3 separate regions of the Danio rerio genome follow, and regions 1 and 2 are each linked to region 3. Evidence: chromatin contacts called from public HiCAR-type data. All regions are on one chromosome and are shown on one strand. The core of a region is the stretch at or near the end of the contact, and the rest is flanking DNA. Distances in the headings are between cores, read along the strand shown. Region 1 has its middle 69 kb from the start of ntmt1. Region 2 has its middle 46 kb from the start of ntmt1. Region 3 overlaps ptpa (protein phosphatase 2 phosphatase activator).

Region 1 (3,274 bases), core at 534-3,033, 230 kb before region 3:
AAAGTATTACAGCGCTTTGTAAATGTTTATTATTAACATTTTACGAGTCTCCCCATACACTTTGATAGAGCGCTTGGACCCGGAAGCTGTTTCGGGTGGCGTCACACTTAAGCGGATGATAGTCTGTTCTATACACCAGAACAAAGCCGGTCTATTGTCCAGCGCAGAGCAGATTAGTTGTGTGTCTCGCTTACACACTGCTTAATATACACAAGATGTACAGCAATACGCAAATATCTTTACATATGTAAAAGAATTAAAATGTTAAGGATATATATATATATATATATATATATATATATATATATATATATATATATATATATCATATAATAAGAATATATATAGGATATAAATATAAAGGATTAAAATATTACAAAAATTATTATTTTCTAGCCTACATAAATATAAAAACCATACTTTCATGCCTTCATCATCTCGGGGGGCTTTTTCAGTTTATTTGTGACAATTAGCTTTTGTTTAATATTATTAGTAGTAGTATTATTTATTATATGCATATTTATATTTGTTTTAAACAAGCTTAGATTTGCCCACCTGACAGGTTTTAGACCATATGTAGCACAGCATGTGTATTTGGATATAACTCAGTTTTTTGTACACACTTCATTATTATTGTTCATTTACTCGTTTGCTGGAAATTAGAACTGAATTTAGAAATAGTTTTCAAACAAATCTTTGCGCCACATTTTTCTGTCCTCATATTAGCAAAAGTGGATACAAAATTTGTGATCCAAACATTTTGGGTTGAGACTTCTGCATAAAGTATTTACAAAGAGTTAAACAGTTATTAATTTGTACATTTGAATGATTACCACAAAAAAACTTTGAACAACTCACATCCCGAGTAATTGTAACAGCATGAAAAGAAATGACTAGTAAAATAATTAAAATATCAAATATAATTTAATATAATAATAATAATATAATTTCAAAATATCTTCTATTATTTCAAGACAGAAGAGAGAGTCATGGTGAGTGTGAGTAAATAATATTTATTTATTAATTTTCTTGTCGGCTTAGTCCCTTTATTCATCCAGGGTCGCCACAGCGGAATGAACCGCCATCTTATCCAGCACGATTTTACGCAGCGCATGCCCTTCCAGCCGCAATCCATATCTGGGAAACATGCACACACACATTCACACACATTCATACAGATACGGATAATTTAGCCTACCCAATTCACCTGAACCACATGTCTTTGGACTGTGGGGGCAACCGGAGCATCCGGAGGAAACCCACACAAACGCAGGTATAACAAGCCGAGGCTCGAACCAGCGACCCAGAGACCTTCTTGCTGTGAGGCGACAGCAATACCTACTGTGCCACTGCGTTGCCCAGAGTAAATATAACAGATTAAATTTTTTTGGTGTACTGTCTCTTTAAAAGTTCTTGATCAAATCTGTGTGGGAAGTGTGTGCATAAAACTGTACAAAATTCTCCATCGAAAATAACCTTAAGTTAAACTAAACTGAGTAACCCAAAATGTCAATAATATTAAGCATACTGGGACTCGTCCACGATTAAAACTACAGTTGTCTGCTTAGTTTATTTTTGTTAATTTCTGATGCTGGCCAGAAAGCGAGATAGCTAGCTTAGCATCCACCCGACACCTCCGCCCGCTTCGCCTGTGTGGCTGTCGCTTTTGAAATAACAGCCCTTTTTCTGCTACACTCAATCACCCACACACATACACACACCAACCGAATCTCTCTCTTTCTCCCCGCTCGCCTGCTCTCCCTATTTCTTGCTCCTTCTCTCTCCTCCATCCACCCCCCCTCCCGTTCAGCTTCTATAATTCAAATCCTGTCAGCCCTGTTCCAGACTGCTGGCGCCAGCCTCTCTCTCCAGGAAAAAAAGAGAGAGGGGAAAAAAAGCAAAGGAAGAAAAAAAAGCTCTTTGAGGGACAAAGCCGACAGAGCCACACACACACACACACACGCACGCACACACACACACGCACATACACAGGCCGAAAAAGCAGAATGAAGTTTTTTTTTTAAGAGGCAGCTGTGGGTGGACTTTTCAGGACCCAATATTTTTCCTCTTTTTCACTCCCTTCTTTTTTCTCTTTTGTTTTAATCTTTCTCTCTCACTCCATTCCCCTCCATTGCTCACACTCTTTGATTTTTCCGCTGCCTTTAACTGGTCAATGCTATAAAATCCCACTCTGTGATATTTTTTTAGCTAGTTTTATTGACCTTTTAAAATGAGTTACAATATAGACAACTTAAGCGAATGTTTTAAACCTGGACTAAACTTTCTTTTTTCCATCCAAATTTAACACCGTCCAATTCAGCCTTTGCCAAACTGTATAGAGAGTTCCAAAAGTTAAATGGAGGACCTGCCGTAACTTGTCAGCATTTAAACTGGGCTAAATATAGCAGATGATACCATGCCCATCTATTTCAGGTCTTAATGAGCAGTCTAGTCATGTGACGCAAACAGGCAGAAATGACAAGCATAGTCTGCGACACAAGTGTTCCATCGCTCCCTAATCAGACTCTCCTACAATCCCTCACTCACTCACACTCTCTTACTTTTGTCCTCCATGTGTGCGCGTGACATATACGCACCCTTGTTTACTTAAAAAGACAGAGCATCCCAAATATCATTAATTTACAATACTATACCAGCTGAAATATCACTATACCAAGTAGTATTGCGATACTGTAGTTCATAACTCAAGTTATGAAGAAAATTGTCAGAAATATTTTATTTTATGTTAAAATAGGCCTACTTAAAATTAATTAATAATTCTCTTAAGGCCAAAAGGTATTATTTGCATCTACCTATTATTTAAACTTCATCTAAAGTTTATTCATTCTTTTTGTTTATTTTGTAGATAACTGACCAACAAAAAATACATTAAAACAAAGATACAAACTACACCCAATGAAATTTGTTACAAAAGAGCATTTTTTTTTCCAATGAAATTAGGCTAAATGAAGTCGTCAAAATATTTTCAATGTTTCCTGTTGCTATTTTGGGTTTTTCATCTATTTTGTTTTTCAGTTTTATCAGGTAACATTCATTCATTCATTTTCTTTTTGGCTTAGTCCCTTTATTAATCAGGCATCACCACAGCGAAATGAACCACCAACTTATCCATGTGTCTAACGCAGCAGATGCCCTTTCAGCCACAACTCAACAATGGAAAACACCCATACACTCTTGCATTCACACCCACACAACTGACTGGCTCGAACCAGCAACCTTGCTGTGAGGGAACAGCGCTACCCACAGAACCAGT
Region 2 (3,362 bases), core at 711-3,210, 250 kb before region 3:
CAAACTACAAGGCTAGCTGTCAAAAGAGGACTGATGGAACGTTGCTGTGCTCCACTACACAAATTGAATTGTTGTAGAATAAAGTGACAGTCACATTTGACTTGTGTCAGTCACACATGACATTTCATTCTCCAAAATCAACAGCTCGTATCACACGTCATACTTCATTATGATATTTCTGCATCCCTGATGGTGGATGTGATATGTTGATCCTGGAACATCATTTTTATTCCAAAAAATCTAATCCATACCTAATTGCTACCCCTAAACCAAACTCTAATTGTAAATTATTACCATAATCAGGGGGGTGTTAAATAACAACTATGTAGAAGTTTAAAACCCTAAATGTAAGCTTAAACTTTGCTTAAACTGTAAACTTATTACTTAAATCTGATTCGCTTATTGTAATACTGTTCCAGGATCAGCACAGATGTCCTACTTAAAATAAAATCACACTAACCTAATCACACTAACCTAGGTCCTGCACAAGTGCAATAGTATTCAAGTGTAGTTTTCAATCCAATGAAATGCTTTTAAGGCAACAAGATGGCGCAGTGGGTAGCGCTGTGGCCTTACAGCAAGTAGGTCGCTGGTTCAAGCCCCGGCTGAGTCAGTTGGCATTTCTTTGTGGAGTTTGCATGTTCTCCTCGTGTTCACGTGAGTTTCCTCCGGTTGCTCTGGTTTTCCCCCACAGTCAAAAGACATGATGAATTTAATGAGCTAAATTGGCCAGAGTGTATGTGAATGCAAGAGTGTATGGGTGTTTCCCAGTTCCGGTTTGCAGCTGGAGGTGCATCCGCTGTGTAACACATATGCTGGATAAGTTCATTCCGTTGTCCCCTGATTAATAAAGGGACTAAGCCGAAAACAAAATGAATGAATGAATGAAAGAAATGCTTCCGTGTCCTCTTAATCAAATACGAAAAGGTAAATCAGGCCTCCCTGGAAGAAGAGGCTGCTCAATGGGACTCTTATTGTCTACATTAAGAATAAATAAATCTATAAATCCCTTGAAGATGTTGAAATATATTTTCATTACATACCAAAACAAAACTTACGAACCAATGTTCATTTGCTGCTATTTTTTTACAGGAACCAGCCCCTTTTCTGTGTAGTCTTGTATTTGGCAGTAAACACTGAAATTACAAAATTCTTCAGAGCTGTTTGAGAACATTTCAATTTTGTTTGACTGACCAGAAGTCTTAAATAAAGCATTGCTCAGCTCTTTTTGTTTAGTGGCCATTTTCAGCTCTTTCATAAGCACCACCTACTGTCAGAAAAAGAATTTTCCTTCAGCCCACCTGCCATTTTTCTTCCGACAGGTCTGAATAGATACACAATATCCTGTCATTACTTTCTCCCTCACTCTATTGAAGTTCTCCCTTTTATGATGTTGCTGCCGAAAAGAAAGGAGGATATTTTGAAAAATGTTTTTGCCGATACAATGCAAGTCAGTGCTATCCAATTTTGTTGTAATCCTTTTGTTGTGGTATGAAAATTTCTTCTTGTATGTTCTATAGATAACTTTTGGATGCACAGAGATTGCAACACTGTTTATTTTTTTCAGTGATGGTCTATAGTTCAAAAAGATACGTGAATACAATCCACAATCTGTGATTGGCTATATATTTAGGTTCAACAGTTTAACCTTGTCTATGTAGATGTTCCTCAGCCCACAGATAGAAACTGAATCTGACATAAAGACTTTTTTACGGTATAAAAGGAATAAGTGAGATAATGATTTTAGACTCAACTTGGACAAGAAACTTGATATGCAAATTGCATTAAAAGTTTCTGATATGTCTTTCTTGGACAGAGGAAGATTTATTTATGGATATGCGCTGATCTTCCTGTGTTCATCTTTTACGTAATCGTCATCTGTGACAAAATAGCCTTCCTCTAATGATGATAGTCATGATATTTCTAAAGCCAGGCGTACTGCACACTGCTAAGAATGGACCGCACCACACCCTTTCCACTCCTACTCACTCAGTATTTCAAGAGTAGGAACACTGCTAAATTCTGGCAGGACTGGCAAACCTTCAAAGAATTGGCACAACCAAAAATAAACCGTACGTACTCATGGGGGGGCTGGCAGTGTCGGTGCAAACATTTTGAGCTTAATACTGAATGGATAGTCTTCTTGAACAATACTTCATTCTGCCTTTCTGGCCAGGCTTTGAAATGCCTATGAAGAGAGTGAAGGCGAGAGTTCCATATGAAGCAGAGGAAAAGCTAAATTATTGTCCCCCCAAATCCTTTTCATGTCTGTTTGAGCTCCAGCACTGCAGCCACCCACTGAGAGGTTAGTACAGTTTAGCACAGCATGGCACGTCCACAAGACTCTGCACACTCGCTCTTTCCCTATGTATACTTCATTTTCTCTGTTTCCTACACGCACACAAACACAAACATTGTTTTTTTATAGATGCTTGAAGTCAGAACTAGCAATATTCATACTGTGAATGAATGCATTTTTTATGAATTAGCTAAATTGTTTTGAAAAACAAAGAAAGAAAACAACAGTTATCCACAAATTTAAATGCTTAGAGTGGATTCTCACCTTGTTTACAACTAACAGGACAATTTATATAAAGGAAATCAATAAGACCATTGAAAGAAGTAGCTTTCATTATTACATGAACCCTTATGTGTCCTATAAAGGACATTTTTATCTTTTACATTTTACCTGAAATATTTTGGCTGTTAAGGTCAACAGTGTGTTTTTACTGTAACTTTAATACTTTACCTTCATATGCTTTTGTATGTTTGTTTTTGCACTACTGTAGGTACAAAACATTTAGTACTTTAAGGACAAAATGCTCCATTCAAATCCATAAAAATGGCTACAATAATAATGGCTACAATCTAGTATCAGGTGAGCATAAAATATAATCTGTTAATAGGGTTTCATACTGTATACAAAGTCACAATTTTAAGTGTTTTTCATTTTGTAATTTCGAGAATTAAATTTTTTTTGGTGAACTATTCTTTTATACCAGGGGTGTCAAAATCAATTCCTGGATTCCTGGATCCTCAATCCTCTGCAGAGTTTAGTTCCAGCCCTGCTGCAACACAAGGTATCAAACAAGTCTAAAACACTCAATTAGTTTGATAATGCATGTTTAATTAGGGTCGGAACTAAACTGTGCAGAGCTGCGGCCCTCCAGGAACTCAGTTTGACACCTGTGCTTTATACCAATGAACAAAAATTGTAATAATATACACTGCCAGTCAAAAGGCTGGAGTCAGATAAGATTATTTACTGTTTTATAATAAGCTTATTCTGCTCTCAAAGGCGGCATTAAATGAACAATACAGTAAAACTGTGAAATGCTATTGCAAAATTAAATTACTGTTAT
Region 3 (3,139 bases), core at 552-3,051:
AGACGGATAAACAGAGAAGTAGAAAGTTTCCGGAACTACGTCAAATCATTAATATAGTTCAAAATTTTTAAACTAATTATTTTTATTATTTATTTTAATGATTATAAGCACTTTTGTGACCATTCAGGATTTTTTTAAATCTAAATTTTATACGTCATTTCATTTTGTTCATATCTCAGAGTTTTACCTATTGGTTTATTAAAATATTAATGACAACAGAACATTTGTTGTTTCTCTACAAATTAAATTTTTATTATGGCAAGAAAAAGGAAAATTACTAAAAAGTAATTACTAAAAAGTTTAGGCCGCTTCACAGTTCACACATTACTGTCTGGCAAATTTCTGTCCTTTACTTATGCTAAAAAGGTAATAATGATTCAACATTCCTGACCATTATCACAAACAAAGGCTAGAAAAAATAGGGCATCAGTATACTGGAAACCGATAGGTTGAAATATTCCTTTTCAGTTATCAAAGAAATATTTTGTTTCCTAATTATAGTTGTGTAACTATTAAATTTTTTTAAATTCAAAATTGTAATATACAGTGTAAACCTATAAATGATGGAAAAACATTTTCTTTAACTGTGTATCTGGGTCTTCACTTTTCACAAGACCTCTTTTGGGCTTTAACAAACGTATCCCTCAGGTTTTTCCAAACTTTTTAACAAAAACTTTCTACCTTTCCCGTGGCTGTTGCTATTTCTAGCCAAGAATTATCGGTCATCTGGTTTTCCCTATGATCACGCATGGACAGATCATAAAGATGTCTGTACAGACGTACCCATTTCAGATGAAATCTCTTTAAAAAGTGTTTCATATTCAACTCAAATCAAGCGTGACGTCGCACAAACTGTTCGCTCGAGTCTCAAAAAAAAAATCGTTGGATCGGAGTCAAAGTGAACCTTTATATCGCATTACACTAGTCAAGATGCATCTGATTTTTGCCTTTTTTGGCCCGCGGATTGTAGTTTGGACATCCGATCTAAATGAAACTAACATAATTAAATAACACTACAATAACGTTAATTCAAATTGTATAGACGAAAAAAAAAACATAAAAATGACAAATCACAATTACTAAAACTAAGATTAAAATGAAAATATTTATACAATTAATAATACTAGAATAGCCAATGTAAAATATTACAATAAAAAAACTTTTTTTTAAAATTTAAAATAAAATGTATTCCTGTGCTGGCAAAAATTCCATTTTACATGATTACTCAGTTACGTGATCTTTCTGAAATAATTCTGATTTGCTAATTTATTCCTTAAGAAACATTTCTAATGTTTTTGATCCTTAAAAGAGTTGTGATACTTAAGATTTGAGCCAAAACTTTTCCAAGGAACTTTTCATGAACAATATTTAAAACAGGAATTTGTTATAAAGTTTCAAAGTTCTTTGCAGCCACTTTTGATCATTATAATTAATCCTTGCTAAAAAAAAAATCTAGGATTGTGAAAAACTCTTGTATAATATCCTCAAACTACACACACACACACACACACACACACACACACACACACACACACACACACACACACACACAATAACAAAAGTGCATTGATACTGAGGTAAAGCCCTTCATTTATATATACTTTCCATATGCAGAGCTTTCATACTCAAAGCAGAGTCATTTAGCACCATCAGAAAGAGTCATGAGTCTGTCTGGCGGAGAGCAGGAGTGTGTGTGATATATACGGGGGTGGGGAAAGACAGACAGGGAAGGAGGAGGGGAATCTGCAGACAGACTGGCCCCTCAGCTTCACTCTGCAGGGGGAGGGAGAACAGCAACGCTTCTCCACAACACAGGATGTGGGCTTTTGGAGGAGGGGGAGAGGCGCTCGGTTCTTCCCCTTCAACACACATGCCTGCTCGATTAACTCTTTCAGCTCTAGGCTTAAAACTTCGCAGAGCAACTGAGAAGCTATGGCTTGGCAATTTATGGTAAAGCATTTATTAAAGTCACATGCAGACCGTGGGAGGCGGAAGCTTGAAATTGAGCTTTTTTAATAGAACTAGTTTTTAAAAAATGTATGTACTGTATTGGAGAAGTTGGTGTCGTTTAACATTACACTATCAAAAAGCCACTGATATGTGCTGGTGTTTATGATATTGTGATACTCACTTCTGCTTTATACATTCGGATGAGGCCCTGATTCACTTTAGACCATGAAGGAACGGCGCTGATGTTCCAAAGCTGATTTGAGTGCTCGGCAAAAGGGCCTGTTTTCATCTAACGAGAAAGAAAAAAAAAAAAAAAAAAAAAAAAAAAATATATATATATATATATATATATATATATATATATATATATATATATATATATATATATATATATATATATATATATATATATATATATATATATATACACATGGTGATTATGGAAATTATAGAAAACTTAAGACATAATGTGCAATCAGCAACATTTATTCAGCAACAGATATTTGCAAATCGATCTGAGTGTGAAGGCTACTTTAAATTAAATGTTTTATGTTAAACTGTTTTAAAAGGTACTAAAATAAAAAAATAATAAAATACAATTTCTGTGTGTTCACCATAAGATCAGTAAAAAGTAAAAAAAAAAAAAAAAAAAAAAAAAAGGAAAAGAAAAATGTTTTTTATAATTCATATGCAAAATAAATACTAATACAAATAAACAAAAATACCAATTTAGCAGCAGTTTTTAAATGGCTCTATACATGTAGTTGCAGAAAAATTTATGTAGTTAAACCGGATTTTACTCTTTTTGGCAGATCTACTTAAATTAAAATGAATAAATAAACAAGAACATTCAAAACGTTTATATTGATAGTATATTAGTTTGTAAAATAAACAGAGTTTATGACTTTTGTAACATTGAAAGCATACATTTGCAAAAGCTTGAGTCTTTTTTTAACATGTTTTTCAATGTCTCTTGTTCCAATCAGAATTTATTTATTTGATCAAAAATACAGTATAACTGTTGAATAGTATTACAATGAATCTCAATTTTAAAATAACAATTCATATTTTAAAATGTATTGCATTAATGTGATGACCACATTTTTTTCAGCAGACATTACTCCATTACTTCCTTTACCCAAAAATAAAATTAAAGACTTTTTTCTGTTAAATACAGAAGAAAATATTT

What was found. HiCAR-type assays count read pairs that join an accessible place to other places.
Region 1: a HiCAR-type map of caudal fin shows a contact between it and region 3, with 4 times the contacts expected there. The contact joins two enhancer-like sites. A contact is called at or near these places in 2 of 4 datasets of contacts at active chromatin or transcription factors (caudal fin and embryo).
Region 2: a contact with region 3 is called in a HiCAR-type map of caudal fin, with 5 times the contacts expected there. The contact joins two enhancer-like sites. A contact is called at or near these places in 1 of 18 Hi-C or Micro-C datasets (hematopoietic stem cells) and 1 of 4 datasets of contacts at active chromatin or transcription factors (caudal fin).

The regions. Positions count from the first base shown.
Region 1 is chr5:33,192,993-33,196,266 of GRCz12tu, forward strand. No RefSeq gene overlaps it. Among named protein-coding and RNA genes, the nearest start is that of ntmt1, 69 kb to the left of the region's middle. Within about 2 kb of position 1,784, at least 49 of the 62 cell types and tissues checked have an H3K27ac peak or open chromatin away from gene starts, as enhancers often do. A contact at or near this core is called in caudal fin, where this site is marked.
Region 2 is chr5:33,169,876-33,173,237 of GRCz12tu, forward strand. No RefSeq gene overlaps it. Among named protein-coding and RNA genes, the nearest start is that of ntmt1, 46 kb to the left of the region's middle. Within about 2 kb of position 1,961, at least 4 of the 62 cell types and tissues checked have an H3K27ac peak or open chromatin away from gene starts, as enhancers often do. A contact at or near this core is called in caudal fin, where this site is marked.
Region 3 is chr5:33,420,115-33,423,253 of GRCz12tu, forward strand. ptpa (protein phosphatase 2 phosphatase activator) reads right to left here. Exons shown (of 10, transcript NM_001003425.2): 9 at 2,132-2,239. Among named protein-coding and RNA genes, the nearest start is that of ier5l, 10 kb to the left of the region's middle. Within about 2 kb of position 1,802, at least 55 of the 62 cell types and tissues checked have an H3K27ac peak or open chromatin away from gene starts, as enhancers often do. A contact at or near this core is called in caudal fin, where this site is marked.